Regions from separate parts of the Oryctolagus cuniculus genome. Here all the other regions are linked to region 3. Evidence: chromatin contacts called from public Hi-C and Micro-C data. All regions are on one chromosome and are shown on one strand. The core of a region is the stretch at or near the end of the contact, and the rest is flanking DNA. Distances in the headings are between cores, read along the strand shown. Region 1 holds the start of ATOH8 (atonal bHLH transcription factor 8). Region 2 has its middle 22 kb from the start of ATOH8. Region 3 has its middle 41 kb from the start of ATOH8.

Evidence for each region. Hi-C and Micro-C count contacts between places; a contact is called where the count stands out from the background.
Region 1: a contact with region 3 is called in a Micro-C map of ear pinna, with 11 times the contacts expected there. The contact joins the promoter of ATOH8 here to the enhancer-like site in region 3. A contact is called at or near these places in 4 of 6 Hi-C or Micro-C datasets (ear pinna, liver, psoas muscle and 1 more).
Region 2: a contact with region 3 is called in a Hi-C map of skin fibroblasts, with 3 times the contacts expected there. The contact joins two enhancer-like sites. A contact is called at or near these places in 4 of 6 Hi-C or Micro-C datasets (ear pinna, psoas muscle, skin fibroblasts and 1 more).

What each region holds. Positions count from the first base shown.
Region 1 is chr2:116,945,430-116,949,738 of mOryCun1.1, reverse strand. It overlaps ATOH8 (atonal bHLH transcription factor 8), which reads left to right and starts at 1,749. Exons shown (of 3, transcript XM_008254167.4): 1 at 1,749-2,908. The coding sequence starts at 2,141.
Region 2 is chr2:116,968,317-116,972,297 of mOryCun1.1, reverse strand. No RefSeq gene overlaps it. Among named protein-coding and RNA genes, the nearest start is that of ATOH8, 22 kb to the right of the region's middle. Within about 2 kb of position 2,522, at least 5 of the 8 cell types and tissues checked have an H3K27ac peak or open chromatin away from gene starts, as enhancers often do. A contact at or near this core is called in ear pinna, where this site is marked.
Region 3 is chr2:116,904,737-116,909,312 of mOryCun1.1, reverse strand. No RefSeq gene overlaps it. Among named protein-coding and RNA genes, the nearest start is that of ATOH8, 41 kb to the left of the region's middle. Within about 2 kb of position 2,857, at least 1 of the 8 cell types and tissues checked has an H3K27ac peak or open chromatin away from gene starts, as enhancers often do. A contact at or near this core is called in ear pinna, where this site is marked.

The DNA of each region.
Region 1 (4,309 bases), core at 500-2,999, 42 kb before region 3:
CAGACAGAGCGATGGAGAGGGCACAAGGGTTGGTGTGCTTCAGCAAACATTTCCTGGGCAGCAGGCATTTCAGGTACTCACCAATCCGGAGGGTGCAGCTGGCTTGCCGGGGCGGCAGAAGCAAGCAGGAGCCACGGCAGGCTGGGGCGATCAGCAAGGGCTTCTGAGAGGAGGGGGAACTGGAGGTGGACATGAGAGGAGGGGCATACTCGGCCAGGAGCAAAGGCCACGTGTTAGGGACCAGGGCTGGATGAGGAAGCCACAGGGGAAGCAGGGGGCACGCCCTTGGTCTTCAGAACAGAGGTGAGGTGCAGGCAGAGCCAGGTGAGCAGGGAAGGGGGTGTCTGGGGAACCATCTCAGAGGATTCACTGTAGTCAGCAAATCACTTCTCAGCATGCGCCGTGCATGCGTGCGCACTGTGTGTGTGTGTGCGTGTGTGTGTGTGTGTCTGTGTTTCAAGCCTACGTCAACGTCATTTTCCATTTATGACCTCCTTTTGTTTTCCCGAAGACGTTGGCTAGCCAGGGATATCATCCTCCAAGGCAGAAACAGGGCTCCCATGGGACGACAGGCCCTGTTCACCATCGCAGTAGAAAAGCTGAGGCCCAACAGCGCTGGGTGCTTGTCCCTGGACCTCGGGCCCAGACTCTCAGCCCACCTCCCAGACCCCCACATGCTGCAGGTCACTCTCCAGGCTGGGCGTGAGCCCTTGCACTTTTACTAGAGCTCAAGGCCAGGGTCAAGGGACCATCTTCTGGGTACGCAGGAGGTACAGCCACGGTGAGAGGGTCAGAGGTGAGAGAACTCCCCAGCTGTCCCGGGGGGGGGGGGGGCAGACGTGTGGAGGTGGCCTGTGTGCCAGGGCTCTTAGTCTGACCTCTGCCTGTCAGAGTGGAGTGGCACAGAGGACTGGAGACCTGGGGAGTCCCAGGGGCCAGCACCTGCAGATCTCTCTCTCTGAGCCAGGTTCTGCTCTCCCAACCCTCAGGTGGAAGACAAGACCAGGAGCCCCTGTGCACCATGAGGGGATGGAGGCACGCTGAGGTTAAGGGATGAATTCTGGAGATCACCCAGCAAGTGCACCCAGGGATTCTGCCTCAGTTAGTACTTCATTCATACTCATAAACACCACCTCCCACGTGCCTGGTGCCGGGATTCCTTTGGGCACCGCTGGGACTCGGGCGTTGATGTCCCCTGAATTTCTCATTCACAGGGGCCTGTGGTGAGAGGGCTTCAGATTCTCCCAGGCGCCAGGGCAGTGTGCGAATCCCAACCTTCCATCCTCTGTTGCTGCTCGGGAAAAGCGTGTGCAGCCTCAGTTTCCCTAGGGCCTAAACTCTCTCAAATACTCCTGGCTTCCTTGTTCCAGCAAGTGAGAGCGCTTACTGGGTCGCTGACCCTTCTCGGTCCGCCCGAACGGGACAAGCCGCAGCGGGCGGGCAGAGGGCAAGGTGGGCGCTGTGTCCCCAAGAAGCTGCAGCAGGGCAGGCCCCGCGGGGCTGTGCGGAAGGGCGCAGCGCAGAGGGCCACGCGCCCAGGCGCAGGGCAGGGAGCAGCGCGCCCCCATCCGAACAGGGGCGGGGCGGGGGTCCCGAGGAGGCAGGTTCCGCGCCGACGGGAGGGGGCTGGCCAGGAGGTGGAGAGCACGCGGACAAAGGAGGCGGCCGGCGGCCCAGCTGTTTTGAAAAATGCTTCCTGTTTCTTTAAAGGCGCTCGCGGCTCGGGCGGCTGGGGCTGGGGAGGCGACGGCTGCAGGAGCTGCCTCCTCTCCGGGCGGCGGCGCTGACTGATCTCGCGAACCGGGCTTCTGTGTAAACTGAGGCTAAACAAACACAGATGGAGCGCAGCGGGCGTTCTCCAGCAGTGCTGGCGCGGCGGCAGCGACTTCAGATGACACTCTGAGCGCTCCGGGAGCGGACGGCCCCGCGGCCACGCCGAGCCGGCGGCGCAGCTGCCCCGGGCGAGGGGGAGAGGGCGCGCGGGCGGGAGCGCGGGCGGGCGGAGGGGGAGCGCCCGAGACTCGGCGGCGCTGCGCGCGGCGGCGGCCCGGGCAGAGCCGGCGCGCGGCGTGCAGAGCGGGTGCAGCCGGCGCGCGTCCCGCGTCCCCACGCCCCCCCCGGCCCGCGCGCTGTCCGCGCCATGAAGCACATCCCGGTCCTCGAGGACGGGCCGTGGAAGACCGTGTGCGTGAAGGAGCTGAACGGCCTCAAGAAGCTCAAGCGCAAGGGCAAGGAGCCGGCGCGGCGCGCGAACGGCTATAAAACTTTCCGACTGGACTTGGAAGCGCCCGAGCCCGCCGCCGCCGCCGCCGCCGCCACCAACGGGCTGCGGGACAGGACCCAGCGGCTGCAGCCCGTCCCCGTTCTGGCCCCTGTGCCAGCCGCCGTGGCGCCGGCCGTTCTCCCAGGTGGGAGCGCGGACACAGCTGGGGAGCGCAGGGGCGCCGGGGCGCCGGAGGTCTCGGACGCACGGAAACGCGGCTTCGCCCTGGGCGCAGTGGGTCCGGGACTCCCCACGCCGCCGCCGCCGCCGCCTCCAGCGCCCCTGGGCCAGGCACCTGGAGGTCCCGAGGCACCGTCGTTCCGCGAGCCCGGCCTGCGTCCCCGCATCTTGCTGTGCGCACCGCCCGCACGCCCGGCGCCAGCCGCGCCCCCCGCGCCCCCGGAGCCCTCGGTGCGCCCCGCGCTCCCCACGCGCCCGGGGGAAAGTTCCTACTCGTCAATTTCACACGTAATTTACAATAACCACCCGGATTCCTCCGCGTCGCCTAGGAAACGGCCGGGCGAGGCGACCGCCGCCTCCTCGGAGATCAAAGCCCTACAGCAGACCCGGAGGCTCCTGGCGAACGCCAGGGAGCGGACGCGGGTGCACACCATCAGCGCAGCCTTCGAGGCGCTCAGGAAGCAGGTACCTGCGCCCCGCGTCCCGCTCCCCGCGCCTGGGGGCGTGCGGCCGGGTGGGTGGCTGGGTGACCCGGCACAGCTGCCAGGGCAGGGGTGCGTTTGAGGAGCAAGCTGTCGCCGCACGGTCCGACCGCGGGGCCCACACGGGATTGGGCAGTCGTGGGGCCGCGACCTCTGCCGCAGCGCTGGCACGAATCTGAGCTTGCAAAGTGGAGGTGAGGGTTGGAGCTCTCGGGGCCGGGTCCGCGCCGGCACCCCGGGATATAAGCCTGACTGCGCGTCAGACTCCAGCCTCGGCGTTCATTTTTATGGCCGCGAATATTTGTCTCCTGGAGTCCCCAGGGCGCCGTGGGGGCGTGGGGAGGGAAATGTGGAACTCTGTCCCGGGAGCGGGGAGGGACACTCTTTCCCTTGGGAGTATTTGGTGTGGGTAAAGGGTCTTAACGCCCCGTTGGTGCGGGCGAGGCCCAGAACACCGCGAAGGAGCGATCTTGGGGCTGCTTGAGTGTGAGGGTCTCGACGGGGGCGAACGTGGAGGAAGGGGGAGCCCGTGAGCCCATCTTCATCCCCGGCTCCCAGCAGGCGTACCTGGCGCGCTCGCTCAGGCTGCTGCTGGCCTCTGCACCCCTCGCCCTGGCGTTCTTCAGGTCCCGGCTGCAAGCGCGCCCCCTCCCCAGGGGCGGCGTCAGGCGTTGGCTGGTGGGAATCTGCTGAGAGGCCCTTAGCTGCGGGATTCCCTGGGGAGGGGGTGCAGGATGGGGCGCTCGCTGTGTGGGTTGGTGTGGACTGCCCCACCAGACAGCGCCCCGTGGTGGGGGTGTGGAGAAACACTTAACCCAAGACTTGTTCATGGTGGGGCGAGGCAGGGCACAACACTACAGCTCAGCAGCACCCTGTGCTTCTGGCTTCTAGAAAGGGACTGGCAAGTGCCCCACCCCCACCCCATCCCACACAGGGAATGGAGAAGGGTTGGGGGTGGATGCTTCTGGTTTGAGGAGTGAGGTTGTTTTTTTTTTTTTCCTACTGTGTGACTGACTTGCTCTGTGACTCCAGGAAAGTTACTCAACCACTCTGGGCTTTAGCCAGCAACACATTTCGGAATATGTGACCTTTCTAAATCCTACTCTTCTCTTTCTCCAGGAGTAGCATGGGGGTAGCTGTGCCTGTGTCCGCTGAACCCCTGGGGGAGAGAAACTATGCAGCTTTTGAGCCAAAGTGTGTCTCTTGAGTGGGGGTGGGGCAGTGCCTGCAGCCGCACCAGCTGTGCCCTGGGCAGGAGGTCCAGTGGAGCAGTCAGCCCAGCCCCGGCCAGCAGCTCTGTGTGTGAGTGTCTGGGGAGGGACTGCAGCCCGCGGGGCGTCCTGCAGCCCACTCGGTGAGCCGGAAGGTGACAGAGGGCAGAGAA
Region 2 (3,981 bases), core at 1,273-3,772, 63 kb before region 3:
AGGGAGTTAAGTGGCTGATTTACCTGCTCAGTTCTAAGGTGCTGTCGACTACTGGAAGCACCACCGAAGTAAAGACATTACTGCTTTTTTAAGGAGTAAGAAACATGACCTCATTAAACCCAGTGATGCATTCGGATTTTAACAACGTTAGAACGTGAGACAAGGGGCCGGTGTTGCCGTGCACTGGGTTCTCCCATGGCCTGACACTCTGGCATCCCATATGGGAGCTCAGACTTGAGTGCTGGGTGCTCTGCTTCCGATCCAGTTCCCTGCTAACGGCCTGGGAAAGCAGTGGAAGATGGCCCGAGGACCTGGGCCCCTGACACCCACGGGGGAGACCCGGATGAGCCTCCTGGCTTCAGCCTGGCCCAGACCTTCTTTCTCTGTACCTGCACTCCCATCACTCTGCTTTCAAATAAACAAACACATCAAAAAAAAAAAAAAAAAAACATGAAAAAACGCACGTCTTCAAATGAGGGAAATTCTGGTTGATAACTTCCAAGTGACCCTGGCTCTCCTGGCCTGAGTGATGTTTGTCCTTGGTTTCAGACCCCTGTCCAGCAGGTATGGGGACACAGGGTGAATGAAGTCAGGCTTGTTGTCATTTGGCTCTGCGTTGTCCCAGAGAGAATGCTTTCTGCTCGTCTGGAATGTTCCGGGGCTGGAGTTCCAGTGGATGGAGACATGCTGGCTAAATAAGGGCCACTCTCGATGCACTTGAACGTTTGCACACTTGGGATTCAGAGTCTTCCCAGGATACAACAAGCAGCCAGTCAGCCCCTGTTCCATAGTCTCTGGAACATCACGGATTCGCACCCTCACACCTGGTGATTTAAACGGGCTGAAGGAGACCATCCCATGGGTGTGCCATCTGCCTCCTGTCATCTCGCCAATTTCTTAGGACAACGCCGTGAATATTATTATCCTGGAGCAGGCATGGGCCATTTGGAGACTTTGAGAGCCACACGAAATGATCAATGTAAAGATGAGCCTGCTGTAGACGTATTGGAAGTCCAGTCCTGCCTGCCGTTGCCTTGGCAGGGCCAGACCAGCCGCTTTCGAGGGCCTTCTGCAGCCCACAGGCTGGACCATAGGTTCCCCACCCCTGTCCTGGGTCTTCCAGGGCCTGAGGAAGTCGCTGGGGCTGTGGCCGGTACAGGGCAGGCACTGGAGCGGTCATGCCAGGGCTCAGCCTGGCCTGGTGGCCCTGGATCAATGGACACACAGGCTGCGAGGCCATCTGCTGACCTGGCGCCGTGGCCGTGCTGAGGGAGCCCTGCAGGAGCCCTGAGGAAGGCCCACCAGTGAATCTGCTGGAGGGGAGGGCCAGAAGGTGGGGCCGGCGTGGGGAGCACATTTCACCGGGAGGTGACATTTGAGCAGCCTCTGGGATAGACCGAGGGTATTCCTGGCAGAGCAGAATGCAGACTTGGGGGTGCATGGCATGCAGGATGGCACGGGGTGTGAGTGTGAGTGTGTGTGTGCGTGTGTGAGAGAGCTTCCCAACTATGGGGCGACTTCAAAGTGCATGGAAAATACACATTATGAAAAAATTGTACATGAGTTTTCAAAAAATTTTGCACCAAAATAAGCTTATCTTTTAATCCCATTTTCCAGGAACTTTAAAAAAAGGTATAACTCTGCATGAGAACACTTCAGTAGTTCTTTATTATTTTTTTATTTGAAAGCGTATCAGAGAAAAGAGAGAGTGGGAGAGGGAGAGAGAGAGAGAGAAAGAGGGAGAGAGAGAGAGAAAGAGAGGGAGAGAGAGAGACCTTCCACTTGTTGGCTCACTCCCCAGATGGCCACAACGTGCTGTCCAATTTCCAGGCGCATCAGCAGGAAGCTGGTTGGGAAGCCGAGCAGCTGAAACTGCCCTCCAATGTGGGATGCTGGCACCGCAGGCTGCAGCTTAACCCGCTGCGCCACAGCGCCGGCCCCGCCAGGAACTCTCCGAAGCCCGCTGGTCTCTACCTCCTCCTCCTCCCTTCCCCAGTGCCCTTGGCCCAGTCCTGAGCCCTGGGGGCCTCGCCTGCTCCTCTGGGCTCAGCGCTTCTGCGCTTCAGTCCCACGAGTGCTTCCCTGTGCCCCTGGTGGCAATCAGCTTTGAGTCTATTCTTTGGAAAAAAAAAAAAAAAGCTGCCTTTGAATTTGTTCTTCCTAAGCTTGCCCTAAGCTTGGTCTCCCCAAGGACGGACACTCGATCCCAGTCCGTGGCTGGCCCTGGGGCGCGGTCCTCGGAGCAGCTGCAAGCGGTGTTGACTCCAGATGGAAAGTGTTTCGGGAATTTTGAGGTGACGTCACAGCACCAGGACGCTGCATGGGGCAGTAAGTGACCTGGGGACGGTCAGGCGAAGCCACTCCCAGCCTGGCTTCCCGTCAAGCACTGGCGCAGCTTGCTGGAGGGGGTCTCCAGAGCCAGGGGCCGGCCCAGGGCGAGACTGTCTCCGCAGACAGCCACAGGCAGAGGGGCGCCGTCCTCTGCTCCCTGTGCGCACGTCACTGCCTGGATGGAGGCCCAGTGAGGCTGCTCTGGCCTCCACTCCACACCCTGGGCCATCTCTCCCCCTCCCAACCAGGCCTCCACTCCCAGGGGGCCTCCTGCTGTCAGCCTCCCAGCTCTGCTAAGCCCCACTGAGCCGGGCGAAGAGCTGGGGCTGCCCCAGCCGCAGGCCGGGCGATGAAAGGGGAGCCCTGGTGCAGCTGACATCGGCACCCCTGGGCCCCGTCCCAGCTCTGGTCTTCAAGGCACCATCTGTCGCCTGCGAGGGCTGAGCGGGGACAGAAGGCTGGCACGGGGGCTCAGAGGCCAGGCTGCGAGGGGAAGGGGCCTGCACAGTGGTTTGCGTGAGGTCCTCCCCGAGACAGACGCCTTGTTGTCCCCCCTTCTCCCGCCACCTCACCCACCCGGGAAAAGCTCGGAGCTGGGCTGGAGAGGAGAGTTGGAGGTGTCAGTTCTGAGCTCGGGCTGGCTCAGTTCCCCTGACGTCTAAGAGCCTGCCTTCCGGGGAAGCCAGAGGGCACAGCCAGATGGTCTGGAGCCCAGGCCGGCGTCCAGTTCCAGGCATCACAGCGGTCCCTGTGGGCTCATGAGCTGGGAGTGGGGCCCTGGGCATTCGGCTGCCTGGGGTTGGTGCCCTGGCTGGCTCTCAGCCCCAGCCCCAGGAGCAGGTTATCCGCTGAGCACAGAGCTGGACACAGCGGGAGGCTCCTGGGGGCTGGAGGGCAGAACAAATCCCCCGTAGCTTAGGGCCTTGGGACAGGGACGTGTTCATGGGGACTGGGGAGCAGCAGAGCCGTCTGCACCCTTGGCTGCCTGCTCCCGTCACCTGCCACTTTGCAAGGGGCCAGTGGGCTGAGATGGGGAAGGGAGGGGGATTTGAGGATGGGAAGGAGAAAGGAAGGGAACAGCGGGAGAGAGGCTCGGACGAGATGGGAGCTGCACTCACGTAACCGCCCCAGGCGGGAGGGCCAGGACTAGTTGGGATCCCGGGCTCCTTGTCTTGCCACTGTTTCTAGGGTGTTGCCCACGGCCCCATGACCCCAAAGGCCCACCCAGGGTGGAGGAAGGGCTGGGGAGTGGAGTTGACACCATCCTTCCCCGCACACTCACTGGCCAGAATTTGCCTGCTGTGGCTCCATCCAGCGGCAAGCAAGGCTGGAGTGTGCGCCTTCTCTGTAGCATCCACGCGTCCAGAGGAAAAACCTCACTGGGAAAGACGGAGGCGATGGGTGTTGGGGAAGAAGCTCTTAGGGAGAAGAGGAGGGAGACTAGGAAGGGAAGGAGGGAAGGCTGCCTGGAGCGGCTCCCACGGTGCCGGCTCTGACCTCCCAGCACGTTGGCTCCCACCCCGGGTGATTGAGTGTCTAGGGGATCTGCCATGGACAAGTTCTCTGGGGCCCAGGGCCTTTCCCCTTGCCCAGAGACTGACAGACCTGCTACAGAGCCCCAGAATGCGGGGGCTTGGATTCCTGGGTCTG
Region 3 (4,576 bases), core at 1,608-4,107:
AGTAACCAATGGCCCCGTGAGAGCGTAAAATTATATCGATTTGATCTTGGTCCTGTGCCCCAGCAGACAGCTTCCAACACTCCAGGAATCTCCAGAGCTGTGAGCGTGTCTTGTATGCCAACGAGACGACTGGTGGCTGGCCGTCCCTCCACGGCTTCAGGATGGGGACTGGCCCCTGCAGAGCCCCCGATGTGATCAGAGGGGCGGAACTTTCATCCTGTCCCCGAGTTCTGGAGCAAGGGGAGGGGCTGAAGGTTGAGTTGATCACCAGTGGCTGATGATGTGATCAAGCATGCCTGCATACTGAAGCTTCCGTAAAACCCCAAAGGGACGGGATTCAGAGCTTCTGGGGAGCTGGACAAGTGGTGGTGGAGGTGCCTGGGGGGTGGTATTCCTGGACGAGGCATGAGAGCTAGCTTCTCCTTCTCCCATGCCTCATGTAAATGTGTGTGTGCGTTTGTGTAAATACATGTGTGTGTGTATATATATATAATTAAAAATTTAAATTTTTACTTACCTGAAAGGCAGATAGAGATCTCCCACTCATTGGTTCATTCCCCAAACGCCTCCAACAGGTGGGAATGGGCCATGCTGAAGCCAGGATCCGGAAACTCGGTTCAGGTCTCCCACATGGGTGGCAGGGCCCCAGTCACTGAAGCCCTCACCCTGCTGCCTCCCAGGGTGCACGGCAACAGGAAGCTGGAACTGGAAGCAGAGCTGGGACTTCAGCCCAGCACTCTGAATCGGGGTGCAGGAGTCCCAGGTGCCACCTTAACTGCTGTCCCACCCAGAGCCTCCCTCAGCTGTGTTTTCCAATAGGCAATGGGTAAGGGGGGGGGGGCAGGTGTTGCCCTGAGTTCTCCGAGCTGCTCCACCTGAGGAAGGGGCCAAGCCAGCCCCGGCGCCAGTCAGAGGCACCTGGGCCCATGGGACGGCGTCCCGAGCCTGGCGGCCCGGCACTGTCTCCAGGATCACAGAATCTGAGGACGCCCAGGTGGTGGCTGCTACAGAATCGCTTGGTTGGCGAGCAGGGGACGGCGCACCCATCTGGCCTCAGGAGTGGTGTGTACCCAGTGGCTCGGGAGCTCGGAAAAGCACTTCGGTTTCATAGGCCCTTCCCCCGGGGGCTCTGCTCCATCGCCCTCAACTCCGGGCCCAAGGCTGGCGGAGCGGCCACCATTTCTGGCTTGCTGGTTACCATGTCAGAGAAAGAAGAGATCTGGCCAGAAGTTGTGACTTTTCTTTTTTTTTTAAGGAGGGTTAGCAAGGTCATGTTGGGCTCTGGTGTTGATTATGTAAGCTCGTTTCTCTCAGCAGGGCCTGGGGTGGCTCCTGTCATCAATGCATTATTATTAATATTCATTAATGCCAGGGATGAATGTTCCTAGCGAGTAGGATAAAGACCGAGTGAAGCATCTTGTGCCACTTGAAGCCAAATGCATTCCACTCAGGTCAGCTTTGCCCCGAATACCACACACGAGTGTGCACATACGAACACGTGTTCTGTTTTCAGAGCTTTAGAAGTTTGGAATTGTGCCACAGCAGGTTAAGCCACCGCTTGTAACACTGGCATCCTGTGTTGGAGCTCTGGTTGAAGTCCTGGCTGCTCCACTTTTTTTTTTTTTTTTTTTTTAATTAATTGAGAGGCAGGGTTACAGAGAGAGAGAGAGATCTTTCATCCGCTGGTTCACTCGCCAAATGGCAATGGCTGCAACAGCAAGAGTTGGGCTGATCTGAAGCCAGGAGCCAGGAGCTTCTGCTGGGTCTCCCACACAGGTGCAGGGGCTCAAGCACTTGGGCCATCCTCCACTGCTTTCCTAGGCCACAGCAGAGAGCTGCATCAGAAGAGGAGCAGCTGGGACAGGAACTGGCGCCCATACGGGGTGCTGGCACCACAGGCAAAGGCTTAACCTACTGCGCCACAGCGCCAGCCCTGCTCCACTTCTGATCCAGCTCCCTCCTAATGCACTTGGGAAGGCAGTGGAAGTTGGCCCAAGTGCTTGGGACCCTGCCACCCATGAAGGAGACTCCTATGGAGTTCTAGGCTATTGGCTTGGGTCTGGCCCAGATCAGGCTGTTGTGACTATTTGAGGAGTGAACCATCAGATAGAAGATCTATCATACTCTGCTTTCAAATAAATAAATAAATCTTAAAAAAAAAAAAAAAAACATTTGGAATTGCAGGGCAGAGAGTGTGGGGTGTGAGCGTGTCCACAGTGAGTGCACTGGGTGAGGCCCAGGTCCGGTCTGCCTTGGGCTGGGTGGACAGAGGCCAGGGCTCAGGATGTGAGTGACCCCTGGAAGGCCCAAGCCCATCCCAGGAGAGTGAGGCGCTCTGAGTTCCCACAGTGCTCCCCAGTCCCAGCTGCCCCTTGTCCAGCCCAGCCTCTCCTCTGAAGCTCACAGCTCCCCGCGCTGGCTGGTTCGGCCCTTGGAGGAGAGAGGCCCTAGCACCTTGCTGGCAAACCAGGCTGCTCCCAATCTCTACAGACTCCAGCCTGCTGCAGCTGGAGCTAGCAGGGGCCAGGGCTGGGGCCCCACTGCCCCTGTCATGCCCAGGGAGGGCGCGTGCCTCCTGCAGATTCACACAGACCATTGGTTGCAAGGCAAGGAGGGAGGCAGGACCCCCGGGGGAGACATCTGGACCAGCCCTCAGCCACAGGGAGCAGCCTGCCCCTCCCACCCCCGCCTCCACCCCACCGCAGTGGGACAGGTTCCCGGCGGCGCGCGGGGGCAAGACACGGGTCAGGCAGTCACGCCCTCCCTCTCCCCAGGCGTGCGAGAGTGAAGACGGTTTGCTCAGCGGCAGCGAGGCCAGCGCGGGGCGGGCGGGCGGACAGGCGGCCGCCTGAACGTGGGTGTGGGCGTCCCCGACTCCCCCGCCCCCGGCAGGCGCCCCCGGCCCCCCCACCCCCAGGTCTCCAGCCCCGCAGGCGCCCGGGCCCTGTGTGGGCTGCTTTGACTCAGCGCCGGGAGCCGAGCTCAGGCAAACCACGCCGCACTGGACGCCATTCAAGCTTTTACAGGCCCTCAAATTGGGGCTGGAGCCGGAGAGGAAATACTAAAATCCTGTGTACACAACTTCTGTCTGTGCGCGCCGGGGTTCCAGAGGAATCAGGCGCGGCGCGGGACACGGCTGTGCACTGATGAGGGCGCCTTCCCCCTGCACGCTTTCAGCGGGGGTGGGGAGGTGTTGGTGGGAGTGGGGGCCCACGTCTGTTCTCTGAAACCCAGGCCCCTGGGGGTGGGCGCAGAGCAGGGGAGAGGGGGAGAGTGGGAGGCGCTGGATTTCTCTCACTCTGCCTCCAGGGCACAGGCGCCCTCAACACTGAGTTCAGAAAACTCTGACCCATAAACTGCCTGGCATGGACCCCCACCCCCACCCCAAGGTGCTGCTGTTGGACACTGGGTCGTGAGAGCCCAACTCACCACTTTGCAGCTAAGGGGCTCTGTTTCTTGATCTATAAAATGGGTGCATCAATGCTCAACTACCTCAGAGAGTTCCCTTGGTGATTAAAGAGATGATGTAGATAGGGAAACAGCCCAGAGCCTGGCACACAGTAGGTGCTCAAGAAACGGGTAGCTCTAGCTACTACTGTTACCAAGTAACAGTAACGGTGCCATTATGAGCCGGGCCCAGGCTAAGCACTGCCTGGAGTTCAGTTGGGTTCATTCTCATGGCAGCCCCAGGAGGAGGAACTGGAACACGAGGATTGAACGGCTAGCCCCGAGGGCAGAGAGCTGGTGACAGGCGGGACTATCAGACAATGGAACCCAGGCAGATTCTGCGCCGGCTGAGCTGTACCAGGAGGCACTGGTGGCCAGGGCTGCTGGTCAGCTGTGTGTGGCAGCCTCAGCCTGGCACACTTGGGTCAACAGGCACCCAAGCTCCCTCCTCCTACTTCTTGGCCTTGGCTCAGCCCCTTCCCGAAGCCCCAAGCATTCCCTCCTTAGAGACTCGCTCCCTCTCGGAGCTCCTCCAACCACCCCCACCCCCAGGGCTGTCAGCGTCCCGTCTCTTGGGTGTTGGGTTTGCCCACACACTCTGGGCCCTCATCAGAACCCCTGCAGGTGCAGCCCAGCCCCGGTGCAGAGCAGGCTCTCCCATGTGGGCGAATGGATTCTCCCAGGGGTGATCGGTGACTGTGTCCTTTACTGGTGACCTGGGTGTGAGGAAAGCAGGAGAGGGAGGCTGGTGGGCATCACCCCATGTTCCCGACACTTGCTTCCAGCCAGGAGGTCGTCAAGCCAGCGAGTGTGCAGCTGCGCTCCCCTGTGCCCCTCCCCCCAGCAGTGCTGCCCAGGAGCCCATGCTCAGCCCCAGGGAAGGGCGGACACTTCCCAGGCATTTGCGCTCCCTGTGGCTGGGCAGCTGGAGCCCTCTTCCCGCTTCCCCCAGACAGCCCAACCCCCCAGTGCCCACACCTACAGGTCTCGGCAGTGCTGTGAAATAACACAGCTGTCGGGATCCAGAGATCTGGGTGCGAGCCCTGGCACTGCAGTCCCACAAGGTCCTGGGCAAGTCACTTCATCTGTTTTCCCCTTGGGGAGATCTGGTCTACCTCCCTTCCTCTGG